2 separate regions of the Canis lupus genome follow, and region 1 is linked to region 2. A link is a contact called in public Hi-C data. All regions are on one chromosome and are shown on one strand. Each heading gives the region's core, a stretch centred on a gene start, on an enhancer-like site or on the middle of the called end of the contact. The rest is flanking DNA. Distances are from core to core; before and after follow the strand shown.

Evidence for each region. A called contact is a pair of places that touch in the nucleus more often than the background predicts.
Region 1: a contact with region 2 is called in a Hi-C map of blood, with 6 times the contacts expected there. The contact joins the enhancer-like site here to the promoter of PLCG2 in region 2. A contact is called at or near these places in 3 of 9 Hi-C or Micro-C datasets (amygdala and blood).

Annotation. Positions count from the first base shown.
Region 1 is chr5:71,225,417-71,229,354 of UU_Cfam_GSD_1.0, forward strand. No RefSeq gene overlaps it. Among named protein-coding and RNA genes, the nearest start is that of PKD1L2, 16 kb to the right of the region's middle. Within about 2 kb of position 2,210, at least 1 of the 20 cell types and tissues checked has an H3K27ac peak or open chromatin away from gene starts, as enhancers often do. A contact at or near this core is called in blood, where this site is marked.
Region 2 is chr5:70,792,054-70,795,747 of UU_Cfam_GSD_1.0, forward strand. PLCG2 (1-phosphatidylinositol 4,5-bisphosphate phosphodiesterase gamma-2) reads right to left here and starts at 1,682. Exons shown (of 35, transcript XM_038538196.1): 1 at 1,667-1,682. LOC102154738 (a long non-coding RNA gene) reads left to right here and starts at 1,812. Exons shown (of 4, transcript XR_005360025.1): 1 at 1,812-2,041; 2 at 3,390-3,584.

The sequences.
Region 1 (3,938 bases), core at 960-3,459, 430 kb after region 2:
AAAAAATGTAAAGTATATCACTAACGTTTTTATATTGATTATATGTTGAAATGAAAGTATTTTGGATATATTGGGTTAAAGAAAATAAGGTATTAAAATTAATTTGACTTACTCTTACTTTTTCAATATGGCTATCAGAACATACACTGTATTTCTGTATGTCTCACATTGTAGTTCTATTAGATGGTGTTGAGCTAGGTAATTATCATCTTGTTTTTACAGACAAAACAAATGAAGCTCAGAGGTATATAGCAGCACTGCCCAAGCTATGCAGCTCGTGAGTGGCAGCATGGTGGTGCAAGCCAGGATTGTCTGGCATCAAAGCTGAGGCTCTGAAGCCCCTGGTGGATTACACAGGATGCAGCCTGTACTCTGCATCCTCTAGGGGCCAGAGCTTCCCCAACCTGATAGTAGCCGAACCCAATTCATAACATTTCAAAGTCCTACCTGGGTCTGGGGTAAGCTCCATTCTGCTCTGCAGGGTGCCCCCAAATGTTTCAGAATTTCCAGATCCTCATTGGGTTTGGGGGCTTCTTACAGGGGTCCTCAGTTCAACATGAATTCCCAGGGAAATCATAGAGGCCCATAAGCCCCTCTCCTAACTCCAAAATACGTGTAGCTCTACCTTGTGGGAGCCAGGGGGTCCAAATCTAGCCCCGTGCAATCTCGGCATTGCTAGAAGCCCTGAGTGGGGTGAGGCCAAGAGAGGGCCAGCCTTGTGTATGGCCCAGATCTGCCCCAGTGTACGCTAGTTTCAAACCCAATGGTACTCTGAAGTCTCACACATCCTGCCATGCTGCCAAATAAAATGGCATGTCCGGAAGCTAAGGTTCTTCTAGTCCTAGCTGCTGCTAACACGTGCAAGACGATCCCTGGTCTTGGGTTTCCATTTCCTTCCCTGTCACATTTATATGGATGGCCTTGATAGTTTCATGGAGTAAAATGAGAAATTACATGTGAAGATGATTTGGGGAAGAAAATGTTTAAGTGACACAAATAGCCACGGCCTTGCTCTGCAGGTTTCTTCTTGCTTGCTATCATTTCATTGAATAAACAATAAATGCTCAGCTACACAATCTTCCAGTCCCCAAATTTTAGACAACTTGCATTTGGCATTAATCAAAATTGACTGTCAGTAACCCTGCTAAGACCTTCAGTTACACAAGGACATTCCAGTAATAAACAAACAGTAGCTAAAAATGGGAGCATGTGGGACAAAATGTCAGTATTTGTCAACTCTGGATGGTGAGGTGAAGGGTGTTTGTCATCTTGCTCTCTGGATTCTTTGTGATTAATTTTTTTTTTTTTATAATCAAAGAGAAACAATAATCAGTGTTTTACACTTGCAATCCCTCTGGGCATTAACTTGAAGCCAAAGCCACTGGGATTTGTTTTTGTTTTTGTTTTTTTTCTCTCCAAAAGAAATAGATGGTGATACCCTCTGCCATCACGCCTCTCAAATCGTCCAATTTCATCTAATTTTTAAAAACTTGTTGGACCTTAAAACTACCTGCCCACCTTCTTCTATCATTTTTGTTAGCTTTCGGACAGAAATTTCTGATACTTACCAGCACTAGCAACCTCAGGTAGAATATGAGATTAAAAATGGCATGAATTTTAAGTACAGAGAAGTAACATACCTTGTGTGAACGTCCCCGTGCTTTTATGTGTTTGTACAGAACCCTTCTTTTGCTTAACTCCTTGTTAAGCTAAGACCTAAATCAGACACTTCTGCTCTGTTGTAGACAAATCACATGAGCTGATGGGGGGAATCCAATCTCAAATAGAAACAGTATAATAAAAGTCAAAGGATTTCTCCTTTAGAAGCTCCTTCTTGCCTTGCCCTCCCCATGTCTTGTGTTCATTTGAACGTCAGGCTGTTTTGCTTTACTGTTTGTTATGGGAAAAACTTTCTAGGTTTCTGAAATTAATTATGTGCCTTACGGGACAATTCGCTAAGGTGAACTTTGTCCTTGTCCAGCGTTGGGTAACGCAGCACCACCTACCGACAGATCTGGGAATTGTCGTTCTTGGGTCTGTTCAGAGCTGCCTCTGCACATAGCTGAGTCTGCAGGAGGGGATTTCACTGGAAATTGATAATTCTCAAGACAACACAAAAATTAGAGTGGCCTAGATATACATAGGATGTTGGGAGGATCAAAGGAATTATGTGGAAGGTGATGGTCACAAAAGACTGAAGTCTTTCAGGGGAATCAGGCAGGAGCAGTGGAAGTAGAGAAAATGAAGTCAAGGATGTCAAAGGGTGTAACTTCCTCCCATAACACAGAGCAGCTTACTACAACGGGAGTTCAGGGGTGTGTGGAGAGTATGAAAAATGATGCTAGAAAACTCAGAAGGGGTCTACTGATGAAGAGCCTTGATGCCAGCCAGTTTAGAGAAATTGTTTTTAAGAGAATATGTAGTTTGGGTACCAGAAAATTGTTTTGGGGTGCAGCAGGTTTCCTGCGGGATACCAGGATGGAGCAGGGGCAGAAGGTGGACTGGGATGCACTAGCAATCCAGGCCCCTCCAATCCCTACAGAGAACTCTAGAGCTGGGGGACCTGTCTCTATTGAGAAAAGAGAGCAGAACCTTTGTACTCTGGCATTGGGCTGCCATTGGATGCAGGATGACATCTTAGGGGAGGCAGCTCCCTTTGGCTAAAGGGGAGATAGATTCAGCTGTGAGCCCTCCGCCACTTACATGCCAGAGTGCTGGGGGATGCAGCCCTCAGTCTTGAAGGGCAGACTCTGGGTGACGTGCATCCATGACAGGGGATATATAAGAATCTTCAGGCCATTCCAGTACATGATATGTGATTGTTAATATTATTCCAAGTGTTGCTAATAGTCACTGGGTAATTTTAAGGGCTAAATGGGACTACAAAGAAGAAAAGAACTGGCACAGAGTTGATTCTTAGAAATGGGTAACTGTTGCCATTACTTTCATATTACATAGAAGTAGATGGTATTTTTAAGAGGCTAAGTAGGATAAATGTCATCCTATTATACAAAAAAACAAACAAACAAACAAACAAAAAAAAACCAACCAAATATTTGAATCTATTACATGCCAGGTACTTACTCAGCCATAGTCTCATGTAAACCCTATGATGACCCAGCCAGGAATGGCTGTCGCCTCACTGCATGGACAAGGGCGCTGAGACATTAGGTCATGCAGGTGATGGAGGAAGCTTCCTTAGCCTTTCCATTCCACCACACTGCCTGATCTGGTCGGGGGCTTCATCTACCAAGATGGCTAGCAACTTGTGAGTGACATTAACAAAATGACCCAGACCTTGGTATTCCTAACAATTGGACATTATAAGCAAAGATAAAAAAAGGGGGGGAGGGGAGCTTCTTCTCCATTTTATTTTTTAAAGAACAGCTGCATCCCATTAATATCAACTACCGAGCAGCATGTACAGATCAGTGAGTCACAGTGTCTTAAACTAATTTTTAAATTTTCTATTGAAGCATAAGATACATGCAAAAAACTACACACACACAAAACCAGAGCTTAGTTAACTTCTATATGGTGAACACACCTATGTAACCAGCACTCAGACCAAGAAACAAAACATGACCAGTCGCCCAGGAATCTTCCACAGGCTCCCAAGGGTACTGATTCCTACCACTATTGATCAGTGTGACCTGTTAGAAACTTCTAGAAATGGAATCATGAAGTGTACTCTCTTTTGTATCTGACATCCTCTCAATAGTACTTTTTTCAGATTTATCCATATTGTTGTGTATAACTGTGATTTCTTGTTTCTCATTCCTGTGTATGATTCCATTGTATGGACATTCCTCAGTTTACTTATCTATTCTAGTGTTGGTAGTCCTTTCGAATGCTTTTCCATTTGGGTAATTACAAATCGTGCAGCTGTGAACATATGAATGCATGTCTTTTGGTGTGCATATGTACATATTTCTGTT
Region 2 (3,694 bases), core at 432-2,931:
CCAGGATCCCGGATCAAGTCCCACATCGGGCTCCTTGGAGGAAGCCTGCTTCTCCCTCTGCCTGTGTCTCTGCCTCTCTCTTTCTCTCTCCCTCCCCGTGTCTCTCATGAATAAATAAAATCTTTAAAAAAAAAAAAAAAAAAAGCTCTAAAAGGGTAAGTGTGAGAAGCAAGTCTCTTTTCCACTCCTCATCCCTTCCCCAGGTCCTTGTCCCAGAGGCAGCCTTTGTCTCCTCTTTCTTGGGTCTTCTGTCTGGGTGTTTTGTGTATTTCCACCTCTGCATCTTGCTTTGAAAAAAAGAATCTTGCCAATGTTTATAGAAGCTTTCCCCCTCATCAGTGCTATGGAGCTTCCTTGTTTTTTTTGTTTTTTTTTTTCGTGCCTACTTTTTAGTTACAAGAGGAGGAACACGAACAACCATATTTTAAAACTTGGATTCACCAATTATTAATATATCCTTTCCTCCGTTTCTCTTTTTTTCTAAACTGTCCAAGAGCTCAGAGTTAGTTCAGCAGGTGTCTACTAAGGAGGACACTCTTCCACATAACCACAATTCAGTGATCACACTCAGGAGAGTCAACAGTGATACCATGCTATTAGCCAATATATAACCACAATCAAACCTCCCCATGATGAAGTTTTAGGTGAGGTCCGGGGCCAACAACCAACGAAGAATTCTTGAGACGTCTTTGGTGCAAAATGGTGGTTTTATTAAAGCCTGGGGACAGGACCCGTGGGCAGGAAGAGCGGCTGCCCTGGGCCTGTGAGGGGTGGCTGATTATATACCCAACGGCTGGGGGAAGCAAGCAAAAAGGGAGATTTCAAAGGGATTTCCATATGCTAAGGAGGACTTACAAGATACTGGAGGCCTTGCTATCGTCTATTTATTTATTTATTTATAAGATTTTATTCATTTGTTCATGAGAGACAGAGAGAGAGAGAGGCAGAGAAGCAGGCCCTATGCAGGGAGCCTGATGTGGGACTCGATCCCGAGTCTCCAGGATCACACCCTGGGCTGAAGGCGGCGCTAAACCGCTGGGCCACCGGGGCTGCCCCCATTTATCTATTTGAGAGAGAATGAACGCTAGGGGGAGGGGCAGAGGGCCAGGAAGCCGCAGACTCCGCAGAGCCAGGACTCTGCCTTGGGGCTGGATCCCGGGACCCCAGGACCACGGGATCACGGCCTGTGCCCCCAATCCCAGGACTTGGAGGTCATGACCTGAGAGGAAGGCAGATCCTGAACCAACCGAGTCACCCAGGTGCCCCCGGAGCCCCATCCTTACTCTTGGTTACAAAAACATCCATGTGCTCTGTACGCTCGGATTCGAAGGGAGGAGGGATTTGTTAAAGCAACGGTGTTTGATGGGTGTTCGATGGATGTTATCAGGCCTGCCAAGCAAGAATGATCAATTTGCCCATTTCACAGATAAGGAAACAGAGGTTCAGGGAGGCTACGCAGCTGGTTTACTCGTCTGAATGAGGAACAGGCAACTCAGGCCTGCTTGCCATCACAAAAGCGCGCTATAGGTCTTATTCTCCGCCCCTCTGCGTGTTGGTAGCTGGGAGAGACAAAAACAAGTCCCACGTATTCGCTCTTAATCTAACAATTGTTGGCGCCGCCCCCCCCCCCCCCCCCCCCCCCCGCCGCCGTCGCGTTAGGCATCACCTCGGCTCCCGCCTAGGGCGCTCAGATCCCTCGAAAACTACCTTTCCCAAAATGCACAGCTCTCACGGACTCTTCGGCCTCCATGGACTACACCTCCCAGAACGCAGTGCGCCCACCGCCCGCCGACGCACTTCCGCTTCCGGGGCGGGCGTTTCCTGGGAGTGGCGGTCGTCTGCGGGCCGGGAGGCCGCGTCCCCGTGCCCGCGCTCCTGGGGGCCCCGGCGCCCTCTGGCCTCAGGGCTCGGGCCGCGTCGGTCAGGCCCCGGGGCGACTCCGGTTCTTAGGAGGGAACGTGAAGAAGCGTCCTCTTAAAAGGTGATCACGGACGAAGGACACAGCGGCGACCGCCCCAGGCTGCAGGACGGGAGGCCGCAGGTGATTCCGAGGACGTTTTATCTCACCTATTTTTTTTAGAGGATTTTATTTTAAAGATTTTATTTACCTATTCACGAGACACACAGAGAGAGGCAGAGGCACAGGCAGAGGGAGAAGCAGGCTCCACTCCACGCGGGGAGCCCGACGCGGGACCCGATCCCGGGTCTCCAGGAGCAGGCCCGGGGCTGCAGGCGGCGCTACACCGCCGGGCACCCGGGCTGCCCCCTAGAAGGACATTTTGGAAGGTGGGGGAGGCCTCTGAGGGGCTGGCCAGCCTAAACATCACGGCCCCGAGAGGCGGTCCTGATCCTGGTTACCCCCTACAGGGCACCCCACTGTTCCCTCCAGAATGCCGTCCATACGGGGCGCCCGGGGGCTCAGGTCATGATCCCAGGGTCCTGGGATCGAGCCCCACGTCCCTGCTCAGCAGGAGCCTGCTTCTCCCTCTCCCTCTACCCCCGCTTATGCTCTCTTCCTATCTCTCTCTCACTCAAATATTTATTCATGAGAGACAGAGAGAGAAAGACACACGGGCAGAGAAGCAGGCCCCATGCAGGGAGCCTGATGTGGGACTCGATCCCAGGATCATGCCCTGAGCTGAAGGCAGACACCCAACCGCTGAGCCACCCAGGCGTCCCTAAATAAATGAAATCTTAGAAAAAAAAGAACACTGTCCATAGGTAGACGTGCAGTGTTGGTGTGTACTGGCGTCTGACCTCCGTCTCTGCACTGGGGACTCCCTCCCCCACCCCCACCCCTACCCCCACCCCGGAGCAGTGATTAGGCACGTTGTACATCATTGCACTAAGTGCCCCTAAGTCCCTTTGTTGCCAGAATCATTTCTCAGGGACCGTGCATTGGGAGTTCCTGCTCTGGCCGGACCGGGACTCTGCCATTTATCTAGACTCTCCTTGATCTTGAACTTGCTCTTTGCCCAGGGCTCTGCTGGAACTAGAGTGACCAAGAGGGACTAAGATAGGCTCCTGGGCACAGGACTGAGGATGGTGTTCCCTCTTGGGGCTGGGCAGGCACAGAGTCAACCCCGAGAATGACCTTAAACACTGGGCCCTGCCTTGAGCATCGATCGCCTGGCACCCGTCGGGGGCTCAATAAATATATGCTGAGTGAATGAATGGACCTTAGAGAATGAATGAATGGGACCTCACGGCTGTTTGCCAGGACACTAGGCCACTTGGAGTAATAAGTTCTCCCTAGGTCATCTTTTGGCTGAGAAGGGCAACACTGACTTAAACTGTGCCTCCCCCGCCCACAGTACATTTTATGTTATATGTCTTTACAATTCAGAAAATTGTTTAATGGAACAACAGAAAACAATCCCCCCTTGCAGGTAATCAGCCATGTGGTGCAGTGAGAAGTGCACCTGCTTTGGAACCCGAGTACCTGGGTTTACACTGAAGTGACTCTGCTTCCAGGCTGTGTGGGCTTGGGCAAGTCAGAGGACCTCTCTGAACCACCATTTCCTCACCTGTTGCGTGCAGCTAAAGTAACAGCAAAGCCCCAGCACTAAACGTGGCACATCGAGGTACTTTATACAAGTTTGTTTCCTCTTCTTTTTTTTTTTTTAAGACTTATTTATTTGAGAGAGAGCACTAGTGAGAGGCGGGAGAGGGAGAAGCAGACTATCTGCTGAGC